2 separate regions of the Mus musculus genome follow, and region 1 is linked to region 2. The links are chromatin contacts, called in public ChIA-PET maps. All regions are on one chromosome and are shown on one strand. The core of a region is the stretch at or near the end of the contact, and the rest is flanking DNA. Distances in the headings are between cores, read along the strand shown.

Region 1 (3,687 bases), core at 824-3,323, 530 kb after region 2:
TGTGCGCTTATTTTTAAATACTATTTCCTGGAGAAAATATTATTTAATGGAAAAGACGTGACTAGTAACAAATCAAGTCTAAGGCTCTCCCTGGTCTTGCCAGCGACTCCCTTTGACTTTGGGCAAATCATCTTACTACTGTTGCTCTTTATCTGCAAAAACTGGACTTCATGCCTATGGGAGTTGCATGGTTAATCAATGCCTGGAAAATGCGTAGTGGCAGATGCTACAAAAGTGCTGAGCCTTAAAAACAAAACCACCCCCAGCCCCCATTTGTATTCCGTTGAGGTTGAGGTTTATTGTTATTTAACATAGGAAGGCTAACACTACGTTAAGTCCAGCGTGCAGCTCAGAACAGAGATCACTGTCCAGATGGGATTTTTTTTTTTAAGAGCTAAGATTTTTTTTTTTTTTTTACTTTTAAAAAAAATTGTGGTTGGGGGTTATTTTATAACCCAACAATTCACCCGTGCAAGAGCATTAAGCTTCAAGTTGAAAACTATCGATTTAATAATTTAAATGAACCTCCTCAATGATTAAAAAAAAAAAAAAAAGGCCCTCCCCGCTCAGCCAAGAAATCTCTGAAAACAAGAATTCTTCTGATGTCGTCCCCCCCAACCCCCGCCCCTGCAGTTCTCCATGTTACAGTCCTTGGAGGTGGACTAGGCATAAAATACTTTCACTAATAAAATATGACAAACCGCCGGATTATACGTGGCCGATTCCCAGTGATTGCCCTGCTACACAAAGCAGAAAAGTAAATGCCATCATCCCCCTTAGAACAAAAGAACTTAGGAATAAAAAACATGGAGAGGGGGGCAGAAAGCAGCAATAAATAAAGGTGAGCGAAGGACCCCGTCCCCCGCCCCTCCCCGGAGCTAGAGTGGGACTCGGCACGGCTAATAAAGTGGTTCAAGGGTAGTTATTTGCAAAGGGGGCGGGGTGGCCGGGGATTGCATGTTGCATTCGACTTGAGCTTGCATCTTCTCCTGTTGCCTGGACCACTCGCTCCCCCATTGCAGTGCTTCCTCCTCGCTCCTGCCTCCTTTCCACCCCCACCCCTGCAAACTGCTGTTGCACTGGAGGGAGTTGGGGTTGCTCGGGAGCCCCCCAGCAGCTCTCAACGGCGGGAGGGGACCGGGGCTCGGGCCTGGCCGGGGCTGCGACGCGGCGGCGGGCCGGGAGTTTGGCGGCCGCTCGGCCCCAGCGCCGCCGCCGCCGCTGCACCGGAGTTTGGCTGCTGCTGCCCTACTTCACTCTAGTTTAGTTTCACTCACTTTACATCCGGGTTTTTTCCCTAGGCAATGGGTGCCGCAGCACACCCCGTTCCTTAGGCAAAGTGAAATAAATTCGCCGCACCGACACGTCAAGTAGTCCGCCCGCCCGAGCGCCGCCGCGGGCCCCCGCCGCCGCCCCGTGCCCCCGTGGGGGTCCCCGGCGCCTCCCGCGAGCGACGGGCTCGCACGCAGGGGCGCGGGGCGGCCCGGGACCGTCGCGGTCCAGCTCCGCCCGGCCCCCCGCCCGCCCGCCCGCTCTTCCCTCGTCCCCGCTTCCCCAGCTCCAGTCCCTCTCGCCCGGCTCTCGGGAGCGGCGGGGGCGCGCACGGCGGCGGCGGCGGGCCGGCGGGGCCGCGCGGCGGGCTCCCGCGCGGGCGAGTGTGTCTGGGCCTGGGCGGAGGGATCCCCGGGCTGAGGCGGCGGAGGTGCTGCGGCCCGGGGCCGGGTGGTGAATGGGCTGGTGGTGCTCGCTGCTGCTGCTGAGAGGAGGAGGAGGAGGATGAAGAGTTGGGCTTGTTTGTCTCCCACAGTTTCTCTCCTGCTGCTCTGATTCCTCCCTCCCCATTCCGGCCCGGGGCCTGTGTGTGTCTCTCCTGGAGGAGGAGGAGGCTCCAGTTCCTCCCCCCCACCCCCTCCTCCCCACCCCCCCTTGCCTGGGGAAGAGGAGGAAAGAAACAGCCCAGAGAGAGAGAGAGAGAGAGAGAGAGAGAAAGAGAGAGAGTGTGAGTGAGTGAGAGAGAGGAGAGGAGGAGGAGGAGGGAGAAGGGAACAACCTACCATCTTAACACACTAATATCTAAAAAGTGCGAGAGGCCCAGAGCAGCAGCAGCAGAAGCAGCAGCGGCAGCTCCAGCCTCTTCCCTCCCTCCCCATGAAGAAGAGTTCCCTCCTCCTCCTCCTCCTGCTTCTCCTGCTCAGAGTTCCTGCCTCCAGCTGCCAGGGGGGACAGCCAGCCAGCAGCAGGAGGGTGCAGTATCCCAGCTTTTTCCATTCTCTCTTTTCCTCACTCTCTCTCTCTCTCTCTCTCTCTCTCTTTTTTTCTTGAGTAGCTCTATTTCTCCTCCCTCCCCCTTCCCCCCCTCCCTCTCTCCCTCTGTCTTGTCTCTGGTGTTTGTCTCTGGGAAGGAGCAGGGGCTGCTTGCTTGGAGTTTGTTGTGGGGGGGAGGTAGGGGGAGGGGAGGGGTGTGTGGGAGGGAGGAGGGAAAGGGGGTGTTCTTGTCAGGACCCCTCAGTCAACTTGAGATTTCAGCAATAACTTCCCCTTCGGGGCGCCCCCCTGCGTGCCCTTTTCCTATTCCTCTCCCCCCCCCCTCCAGGAAAAAAAAAAAGACAATGGGAATACCTCGTCTCCCCCCTTCCTCCCCTCTGCCCTCCACCCCTCCCTAGGATAGATTGGAAGTAAGTTTATGAGCAGCCTCGGGAGCCTGGGCGCTGAGTACAGGGCCAGAGCGGGTGACAGGGGCGGCGCGTCGGGGGTGGCGGCGAGGGGGCGACACAGAGTCCCCGTGGGGGGTCGGGCTGGGGGGCCGCAGGGGCGGGGGGCGCGGGCCGAGGCCGCCCCCCGCGAGTGCCTGCGGCCAGGGGATGGCCGCCTGGGCCCCTTCCCCACCCCCACCCCCTGGGATGCTGTCGGGGGGAAGTTTTTATTATGGTTATTTAATTTTAAAAAATATTTTTTTGGGAAAACCATCTTGTTTGGTGACTGAGAGATCTGGTTTAAAAAAAAAAAAAAAAAGCTGCGGCTGCTGACGCTGCCGGGCCCGAGTGTGTGTGAGTGAGTGTGTGTTGGTGCATTTGTCTTGGGTGGCCGGAGCAGCGTTGGGGAAATTCCGCTTATTCTTCTTCTTCTGCAACTTGTTATTCCGAGGAGTCCGCCTGCACCCCTCACCCTGGGGCGGCCCTCCCGCCGTCGCCGCCGGCCGGCCGCCCCGGGACCCCGCGCGGGCCGGGGACTCGCAGGCCCCTCAGAGAGGGGCCGCGGCCGCCCCTCCCCCCCGGGCCGCGGGGGGAGGGGCGCGCGGAGTGGGACTCTTTCCGTTTGGTCCAGCCCCGCGGTGCACGCAGTTCCCAACACTTCTCGTCATCCTCTCTCTGCTCTCTTTATTCTGCTGAGCGGTGCTGTTAGGATTTCTTTCTCTCTCTCTCTTCGCTCGCTCTCTTTTTTTTCCTACCTCCTCTTCCTCCCTTGACCACGCTCGCAATGGTGGGTAGCTGCAAGGTGGCCCTGGCAGGGGAGGGGTTTGATGTGGACACTGGGGCACCGGGCGAGAGAGGTCTCCTTTCAACTTTGTCTTGTGGCTTGCACCCCGGGAGGAGGCCACATGCCGATTGTGGGGTGTAGATGTGCCGGGAGTGATTTCTAAGTAGTTGAGTTGTTGAGATGAGGGTACGACGGCTAGTGGTAGACAGG
Region 2 (3,545 bases), core at 419-2,918:
GAGGGGCAGACAGCAAAACAAAAGCAAAGCAAATCTGGGCACAACCTTTCTGGGGCAAAGCTAAGCTGAAACTTTTGGGATTTTTTTTTGATTGTTTTTGAAACAGGGTTGTCCTGGAACTCACTCTGTAGACCGGGCTGGTCTCGAACTCAGAGATCTTCCTGCCTCTGCCTCCCTAGTGCTAGGATTAAAGACATGCACCACTCCCCAACTCCTCCCCCACTTTTTTTTTTCATAAGATGAAACTCTAAGGCTAGCAGCAGCCTCTGAGGTTGCCTCTACACTATGGTGCTGTGTGGTTTGTTTTTTTTTTTTTTTTTTTTTTTTGGTTTTTCAAGACATGGTTTCTCTGTGTAGCCCTGGTTGTCCTGGCACTAACTCTGTAGACCAAGCTGGCCTCGAACTCAGAAATCCGCCTGCCTCTGCGTCTGCCTCCCCCCGCCCCCCTCCCACCCAGTGCTGGGATTAAAGGCGTGTGCCACCGCGCCCAGTTCTATGGTGCTGTTTTATATCTTCAGTCAGTGAAGACCAGAGAGTCCACTCACCTCTCCTTAAAGGTGTGGAAAGCTCTAAACAGCACAGCCTTTCAGCAAATACCAAACAGAAAACGCTGCAAGAGCACCAATACTTTTAAACAATCCTTACTAATGCTTACAAAGCACAGGCGTATTTGGCTTGCATCGTGTCCTCTGGTCTTCCAAAGGATCTCGGTAACAGCCACAACTTTCTTTTACAGGTGAGTAATATTAGGTGTGTAATTTAGCTAACTAGTTAACAGGTTTGAATCTGATCCTGGTAACCTTAGCTTCTGACCTTTGTCTCTGCCAACACAGTAGGAATTCAGGTTCTCACAACTTCTTTGCATCTGCTTTAGTTACTGCTGCTTAGGTAGAGCAAGACAGCGCTGCAATGAAGGGACAATTATTTCTCGAGTTTGAAAATATCCTGCTTCTAACAAACTGGAAGAGCTGTCCGGAAATGTCTGAACCTCCCCCAAACTTTCAGACAGATGTCCGACTCCTCAATACCTCCTCGTGCGGTGTCTTCATTCCCTCGCCCTTCTCCAGGACGGACTCATCTTCCAGAGGTCCCCAATGCAGGCCGGGCTGCAGGGGTGCTCCTACACACCAGACCCCCAAGTGCTGATTCCTGGATCTCGAGGGGCCCACGGCCAAGCCCTGGGGGAGGCTCCTTAGAACAAGGATGGCAGGGCTCGTACCCGGCGGGCAGGCTTTGAGGCCCGGAGCAAAGCCTTTTCCGGAAGGGCTCCATCCTGAATCCTGGCCCAGGGGTGGCTCTGGGGCTGCAGGGAGACGGGAAGGCAGTAAAGGAGTGGTCCATGAAGGCGTGGGGTTGGGGAAAGAGAGGTACAGGGTCAGCTATGACCCAAGAGTCCGAGGGATTAGCAAGGTTCTAGTTAGTAGGGCCCTTGAATGGTTGGGAGGGAGTCTAGTCTCTTAGGGCACCGGAGCAGGATCCCAGGCTCAAGAGAAAAAGGGATGTAAGGGAATGCGCTGACTAGAAAAACGCTGTGGCCATCTAGTCCAGGGCTGAGGGTCGCAGACATCGCAGGTCACTCACGGTGCGGCTCTATTTTCCCCAAGATCACCTCCTCCACCTCCTTCATCGTGGGACAGAGATTCTCTCGCCACTCCCCTCTACCGGAAGTGAGCGTTTTTGTCCCGGTTCCTCCCGGAAACAGTCCTTGATTTTCAAATTTAAGCTCAAGGAAGAATCCGGGTGGTTAGGCATCATTGAAGGATGGACCTGGGAGTTTGGAAGTACTTGACAGATAAAACCCTGTCCGATGGGCGATACGAACCTAGGATTTCAGAGGCCCGCTAGTTTCCTGCATCTGGAAAAGCGGAACCCAACTCACTCACTTTAGGTAGCGGCGAGTCGGACAGCTCGGCTAATTAACCTCACATTTTGTCAGGTGATTGCCGGAAGTGGGCGGAGCACCAAGAAAGCCTTGTTTGGTCCGGGCAGCAAGCCGGAAGTAGGTAGAAGAAATGGCGGAAGTGGTTGGGGAGCTGGGGGCCCCCGAGGGGGCGGTTCCCATTCCCATCTCGGAGCCGGATGTTTGCCGAGCTTTGACAGGCGTGGCAGAGGAAGCATTGCCGGAACGAGGTGAGCTGCGGAGCGCGGGGTCTCTTTGGGCGTGGTGGTGGGGAAGAGCTGCTCTGGTCAACGGAAGGAATTGGGTCGGAAAGGGGAAAATCCGAGGCAGTGGGTCGGGAGTGGAATTGGGCCCGAGGGCCTGGGTCTCTTCGCTGCCGGGATTTTTCCCATTTCGGCGCCTGCAATGAGAAGACAGCCACTTTCTCTGACTTGTTCCTGCCCTCCCTCTGCAAGGCATAGGCCAAGCCAGAGCAAGCCGGTGGGAGGGAGGGAGAAGTCGTCCTGATCAGATCTGGCATAGCACTGAGAGCTAGAAATCAGGGGAAGTGATCCACCTTGTCACTTGATAGGCCGTGCTTTCATCTCACTTTCTTGTGAAACGAAATACACTCCATTCGTTGTTTGTTTTCGGACTCTATGCAAACATGATTATAGTTTAGAGTTGCAGCCTTGTAGGATTTGGGTTTTTCCAAAGTCACAAAACAGTCTGATTCCAGCACCAGCAAGTACTGTGACTTCAGTTTGCCCTGAGAAGTCTGGCTGCCCTTTCGTGGCGCCTCTTGGATCCCAGTGAACTTTGTGACCGACAGTCACTTAAGATCACTGTTGAGGGGGTTGACTTTAACCTAGAGAACACCTCAAACTGGAACTTGTGGGTTAAAATCCTGCGTCTGGGTTCTATGATCTGTAGCAGTTTGCTCCCTCCCTCCCTCCCCCCGCTTTTTGTTCAAACTGTAAAATGGTTTTTATAGCATATGCTGAACTACTAGTGCAGTTGTGAGGTGAATTTGTGCCCAGTTCATAGTACAAATATCCGTTTCCTTCTCCACTTATGAAATTCATTCATTCATTCATTCAGCTAATGACAGTCTGCTATGTGAAGACTCTGAATAAACTCTGGTGCTATGTGCATCACTCTGAATAAATTGCTTTGGTGTGTGTGTGTGCCCGCGCGCGCTCTCTTGTCGCGCATGTGCTGGAGAGACCCTGTGTATGCAGGCAAAGCGCTCTACCACTGAGCTATGGACTTAGCCCTTGAAATAGGTTCTTAAGCAATAACAGGGGGTTTGTGAAATCTTTAAAATGCATGCAAGGTTTCCATGGATCTGTTCATTTTTCCTAGTGAAAAAGTCCACAAACATCAAGAATTTCAGAGAGAGAGAGAATCACTGTTTTACAAAAGTCAAAGCCTTTGCCTGAAGTGATTTTTTTTTTAATTTAATTTGATTTATTTATTTTTTATTTTTCGAAACAGGGTTTCTCTGTATAGTCCTGGCTGACCTGGAACTCACTCTGTAGACCAGGCTGGCCTCCAACTCAGAAATCCACTTGCCTCTGCCTCCCGAGTGCTGGGATTAAAGGCGTGTACCACCACGCCCGGCGCCTGAAGTGAATTTTAAATACTTTCTAGGTAAATGGTTTAC

The links. ChIA-PET counts read pairs in DNA pulled down with a chosen protein or histone mark.
Region 1: a contact with region 2 is called in an RNA polymerase II ChIA-PET map of memory CD8 T cells, with 21 read pairs. The contact joins the promoter of Phf21a here to the promoter of Zfp408 in region 2. A contact is called at or near these places in 1 of 39 promoter capture datasets (pre-B cells), 1 of 484 Hi-C or Micro-C datasets (embryonic stem cells), 2 of 115 datasets of contacts at active chromatin or transcription factors (memory CD8 T cells and pancreatic cancer cells) and 1 of 9 other capture datasets (adipose tissue).

What each region holds. Positions count from the first base shown.
Region 1 is chr2:92,182,109-92,185,795 of GRCm38.p6, forward strand. It overlaps Phf21a (PHD finger protein 21A), which reads left to right and starts at 2,074. Exons shown (of 19, transcript NM_001362829.1): 1 at 2,074-2,244.
Region 2 is chr2:91,648,123-91,651,667 of GRCm38.p6, forward strand. It overlaps Zfp408 (zinc finger protein 408), which reads right to left and starts at 1,669. Exons shown (of 5, transcript NM_001347175.2): 1 at 1,582-1,669; 2 at 1,029-1,303. The coding sequence starts at 1,627. It overlaps Arhgap1 (Rho GTPase activating protein 1), which reads left to right and starts at 1,996. Exons shown (of 14, transcript NM_001359970.1): 1 at 1,996-2,130.